Linked DNA regions of Mus musculus: region 1 is linked to region 2. Evidence: chromatin contacts called from public HiChIP or PLAC-seq data. All regions are on one chromosome and are shown on one strand. Each heading gives the region's core, a stretch centred on a gene start, on an enhancer-like site or on the middle of the called end of the contact. The rest is flanking DNA. Distances are from core to core; before and after follow the strand shown. Region 1 overlaps Ankrd11 (ankyrin repeat domain 11). Region 2 overlaps Ankrd11 (ankyrin repeat domain 11).

What was found. HiChIP or PLAC-seq counts read pairs in DNA pulled down with a chosen protein or histone mark.
Region 1: a contact with region 2 is called in an H3K27ac HiChIP or PLAC-seq map of regulatory T cells, with 5 times the contacts expected there. The contact joins two enhancer-like sites. A contact is called at or near these places in 18 of 39 promoter capture datasets (the 3T3-L1 cell line, 3T3-L1-derived adipocytes, the C10 cell line and 14 more), 1 of 15 datasets of contacts at CTCF or cohesin (the NIH/3T3 cell line), 15 of 484 Hi-C or Micro-C datasets (B cells, CD4 T cells, CD8 T cells and 11 more) and 24 of 115 datasets of contacts at active chromatin or transcription factors (the 230-238 cell line, CD8 T cells, the HPC-7 cell line and 17 more).

The regions. Positions count from the first base shown.
Region 1 is chr8:123,026,238-123,028,937 of GRCm38.p6, forward strand. All of the region lies in intron 1 of Ankrd11 (ankyrin repeat domain 11), which reads right to left. Among named protein-coding and RNA genes, the nearest start is that of Ankrd11, 15 kb to the right of the region's middle. Within about 2 kb of position 1,389, at least 71 of the 459 cell types and tissues checked have an H3K27ac peak or open chromatin away from gene starts, as enhancers often do. A contact at or near this core is called in CD8 T cells, the G1E-ER4 cell line, Th1 cells and 3 more, where this site is marked.
Region 2 is chr8:122,951,867-122,954,566 of GRCm38.p6, forward strand. The region is part of intron 2 of Ankrd11 (ankyrin repeat domain 11); the gene reads right to left. It overlaps Gm39272 (a long non-coding RNA gene), which reads left to right. Exons shown (of 3, transcript XR_879314.3): 3 at 1-2,700. Among named protein-coding and RNA genes, the nearest start is that of Gm39272, 19 kb to the left of the region's middle. Within about 2 kb of position 1,320, at least 42 of the 459 cell types and tissues checked have an H3K27ac peak or open chromatin away from gene starts, as enhancers often do. A contact at or near this core is called in CD8 T cells, the G1E-ER4 cell line, Th1 cells and 3 more, where this site is marked.

The DNA of each region.
Region 1 (2,700 bases), core at 139-2,638, 74 kb after region 2:
CAGCTGTAATGCAGCATTTGAGGAAATGGTAAGAACTGGAGCAAGACTAAGGACAGCCTGGGATGTATGAGAGTTCAAGGCCAGCCTGAACTTTGAGGGGAAACTGTTGGGGAAAAACAAGCAAAAGCAAGGACTGGGGGTGTAGCTCTGGTGATAGTTCTGACCTAGCAGGCACGAAGCCCTAGGTTCATTCCGTCTCCAGCGGTATAAACTAGGCATGGACCTGACAGACTGACAACCATGACAGACTCCTGCAGCCCAAGCACTCGGGAAAATCAGAAACAAGGCTGCCACTGACTAGCTACACACAGAGAGTGAGGCTAGTATGAAATACAGTAAGACCTTGTCTCAAACATTGTTAACTATCTGTCAGACTTAATGCAGCACACACCTTTAATCCCAGCACTAGGGAGGCTGAGACCAGCCTGGTTCCAGTACCAGGATTGACAAAGCTACACAGAGAAACCCTGTCACAAAACAAATTAAATAAGCTAAAGGAGCCAGAAAGATGGCTCAGAGATTAAGAGTATTTATTGCTTTTGCAGAGGACCTGGGTTCAGATGAACACACGTGGTGGTTCACAACCAGGTATCAGGGGATCCGACATCCTCTTCTGACTTTTAGGCACCAGGTACACATGTGGTGCACATACATAAACGCAGGCAAAACACTTATTCCCAAAAAAATAAAATAAATACATCTAAAAAAGGCCTCACTCTGTAGCCCAAAGTGGTCTAGAGTCTCCCAAGCACTGGAATGAGGTGTGTGCTACCAAACCTGGCACTCAGCAGAACTAAACCTTGAATACTCAAACCATACAAAAGCTCTAGTCCAGCTGCATAAGCACTAAACAGCCATGCAGCCTTTGACAACTGTATGTACAGTGGATTCCTCTGGGTCCCCCTTGTTCCCAGGGCAACAGTCTCATCACTGGCAAGTCCCCTGAAAACCAGTCCTCAAGTTGGCAGTTAATTGGTTCAGAAAAGGGTCACATCTCTAGAACATTAACTGCTTTACCTACTGCACAGATCAATGAAGTCAGATAGAAAAACATCTCAAGCTTAAGGACAACTTATATTAAAACTGAAGGTTATTTTTAAAGGCCTAAAAAGTTATTTCCCTAGATTAACCAGCCCTGGATGCTTTCTATACAGATTTTATTGATCAACTGTAAATCCAAGAACTCAGGAGGCAGAGGCAGGCTGATTTCTGAGTTCCAGACCAACCTAGTCTACAGAGTGAATTCCAGGGCAGCCAAGGCTTCAACAGAGAAATCCTGTCTTGAAAAACCAATTAACAAACAAGCAAGAATAAAATATACTCAGAAACCGGAATTAGTATCAGGATAGTCATGTTAGTGCATGCCTATGGCTCACAAGTTCACGGTCTCTCTGGGCATTTTAGGTTAAGACTCTAATTCAAAATAAAAGGCTGAGCCGGGCGTGATGGCGCACGCCTTTGATCTCAGCGCTTGGGAGGCAGAGGCAGGCGGATTTCTGAGTTTGAGGCCAGCCTGGTCTACAGAGTGAGTTCCAGGACAGCCAGGGATACACAGAGAAACCCTGTCTCAAAACAAAAACAAACAAACAAACAAAAATAAAAGGCTGGGGATACATGGCTCAATACTAAAGCAAAAAACCCCAAAAGTACTAGAAAGGAAGAGGAAGAAGGAATTAACACGAGCATCAACTATTCATAGTGAGAGACGTCTACTCTGAGTCACATGCTAGGCTTGAGTCACAATGTGAATGCGGAATCTGATCCTCATCAATGCGTTTCTGTATTTCTCTTTTGTTAATCACTGGAAGGGGGAGAGGGCGGCAGAGATAAGGTGCACATCTTGCTATCAGAGGACAAATCTGAAGCAGCCAGTTCTCTCCTTCCACCCTGTGGAGTCGAGGATTAAACTCAGGTCATCAAGGTTGCCCGAAAAGCCCCCGACCCACTGAGCCATCTAGTTCATGCTGTGTGATTGTCTATCACCTCCACATCCTATTAAGTGACAGCTACATCCACAGGAGTACATGCCACAGGTCACTGGTAGCCACCAATGACAAATATCCACACAGCAAGTCTACAGAAGTGAGAAAGAATATGAGTTCCAGGTCTAGCTCTCCAACAACTCACTACAACACCTCCGCACATAGGTTTTATTTACTGGGTTTTGGGGGTGGGTATAGAGCATTTAAGGAGTTGTCTTACTATAAGGCTGGCCCCAAACTCCTGGCATCCCTGGGATTGCCAGCATAGACCACTATATCCAGTTTGGATTAGTCACTTTAGCATAAATGTGAGCAGGAAGTAACACCCACACACCAGACTCCATACAAAGGAAACATAAAAAATTAAAAATTAATACATGGGCTACAAATCTCACCACTCCCATTTCACACCCACAACCTACCTTCTAGTTTCCCCCATAAGTAACAGGTTCCATTTTCAAAAGTAAAGTTCAGTACCACAATATTAAATATACAACTCCCTGAGTCTGTTATTTAACCTTCCATGAGTTTTAGGTCTTGGACACCACTGGCCTCAGAGTCTGCGGATGGAGGCAGGTTGGCTCCCTTTCTCTTAACAGCCCATGGAGAACTGACTTCAGCCCCAGCTACAAACACTTCAAAACCAAACAGCTTTGATAGGCCCACTTGTTTTTAAGTTTTTTGGTCTTTTAATTTCACTCACTGAAAACATATCCCT
Region 2 (2,700 bases), core at 70-2,569:
AAAATAGGATAGGTACACTGACCCAGTAACAGACTAAATGACAGGGTCAACTCAGATCCCACTGTTGTACTGTGGCCCAGGCAGGACAGGACTCTGAATCCACCTTATGTCACAGGAAGGAAAGCATGCAGGATCAAGAACATAAAGTTAAAGACACCAGATGTGTGCCTTCACCTGCACTCACCTGGTATGGCTAGACCCAAAGACCTGATCGTACCAAGGCCATGTCCTGTGCCCAGAACAGGAAGAGTTGTCACTTCAGGAGGACAGGGGAGACATGGTTTATCCCACTAACATTCATGAGCATTGCCTGGGCCCCACAAGAAGGGGCTGGGGGCAGTACTGGTGAAAGGAGGTTAGTGACAGTTGAGAAAGGTGAAGACAGTGTGGGAGACTGCACTCTAACCCCCAACACCAACCGGGATGGCTAGTCTGGGTTATCACTTGATTCCTGCAACTAAGTGAGACCCCAAATGGAAAGGCGCACCTATGCAGGAGTTTTGCTCAATTTGAAGTGAAAAGATCTACTTCTCATGTGGATCTGTGAGACAGAAAAACACGTCTTTAATCCCGACGTTTTGAGCTGTGAACTCCACTTTGAATCTGGGGTCTACCTTCTGAGGGAAGCCTACATAAGGACATGGAAGAAGGGGATATTTGCTCTTTGCCTGCTTGCTATCATCTTGATAGTAACTCCATTCCTTCAATGGTATTAGAGCCCACTTCTTTGGAATTCTGATGTATACCTTAAAGACTAGCTGAGACATCCAGCCTCGTGGACTAAAACAACTGATTCTTGGCAGCCATTGTAGGATTAACTGAACTATAGGCTGTCATTCTAGTAATATTGTGTGTGTGTGTGTGTGTGTGTGTGTGTGTGTGTGTGTGTTCATCCTACAAGTTTGGATATTCTAGAGAACCCTGACTAACATACCAAGAACCCAAAGAACAGAGATGAGGGTCTAGGGGACACTTGCCTACATGAGCAAAGACCTCAGTTCCATCACCAGCAGTACATAAAAACAAGAGGAGTAGGGCAGGGGACTACCAATGACAAGATCCACCTCCAGTTATAGATTTATACACTAGGGTTCTATGGACAACCATCACTGAAGTTAATGTCAAAAGGAAGGCTGTTGTTGTGAAATAGACTTAAATATTCATTCATGCACACACTAGGAAAAAAGAAACCATCTTTTATATTTTTAGTTTCTCAGTTCCTGACAAGATGAGAACATGCAAGAACATTGGCCACAGTAGTACTGTCTCTGTCGCCCAGAGAGGCTACAGGAAACCCTCCCTGCCCTGTGTACTTCTTTAAGAACGTGGTTGGGGATCACCAAGTTGGCTCAGTGGGTAAAGGAGAAAAACAATGCCTCAACTCCCACAAGCTGGTTTCTGCTGCAACTGAACACACCACACGGCACATCAACCTCAATAGCACGTGCTCTAAGACAGAGACTGTCAAGTCATGGCGAGTCTGTCTACCTCTAAGACAGAGACTGCCAGGTCATCTCGAGTCTGTCTACCTCTAACTCATCAACTTTAAAACAAAAGAACCACTTTTCTCCTATCTCAGATCAGTAGTATCACATCTAAAAAACCCTATTAGAAAATTATTCTATAAAAATAAGGAAGTAATGGAGAAGGCTTCAGAGGTTACGCCAAACAGCCAAGACCAGTGACTCCCTCAAGACCCTAAGGCACTTTAATAATGGAACTGGACAGGAAAATGTATTTCTAAAATAAAGGATATAGCCACAGGCAAAAAACAATACCAACCATATCAACACTGGAGCTTGGACCAGCTTACACTACACACTGCTGTCCCTTTAAGATGATCAATTCCAAAGCCAGTATCTTCAACAAGTAAAAGAGTTTATAAAGGGAGCACTGCTGACCTCAGCACCAACACTACAGAGCACAGCAACAGCTCCCAGAAAAGAGAAGAGGCTATCCTACCCACTACAAAAGTGAGGCTCCCAAGCATCATGGTGCATGCCTCTGATGCCAGCATTCAGGAGGACTAGTGGGCTGCAGAGCAAGGCCGTGTGTGTGTGTGTGTGTGTGTGTGTGTGTGTGTGTGTGTGTGTGTGTGTGTGTGTGTGTAAGAAGGGGCATGGACTCCTGCAGAGCAGCTGTCTGAAGTGAGAAGTAAAGCCTGAGGGATACTAGAAACCAACTATTTGAGAGAGGAAACAAGCAACTGACTAGACAGACATCAACTTACCTTTTCCAGGCTCATCAGCTGCTTTGCATCCCAAAATCAAGCCTGTATGGCACAACACTATATCCCCAAGACCACGGGAAGGTCATGACAACAGCTTTGCTCTGAGCACATGAACTCACACAGCTTCTGTACCTACCCAATACCACCCCAGTGCCCTTGTACACACATGCAGATAGATTATAAGTCACACGAGTGACTGCTAAATGTCACTTATGGTTAGGGTTGCTGTTATCACACAGGTCTCAGAAACTAACCTCCAAGACACAAAAAACAGATCTGAGTCTAGACAAATAGTGCATGCTACACAGCATCAAAGTGGGGCTGCCAAGCAGGAAAGTAAGGCAGCTTCATCTCCCTTTTCAATCCCTAGGAAAAGAAATAATCACCTTTCATCTAAGACGACTCCTCACTCAACAGCAGAAACTGCCAAGCTGGGCATGAGCCTGCTTGTCTCCACTAGCACCCAAGAC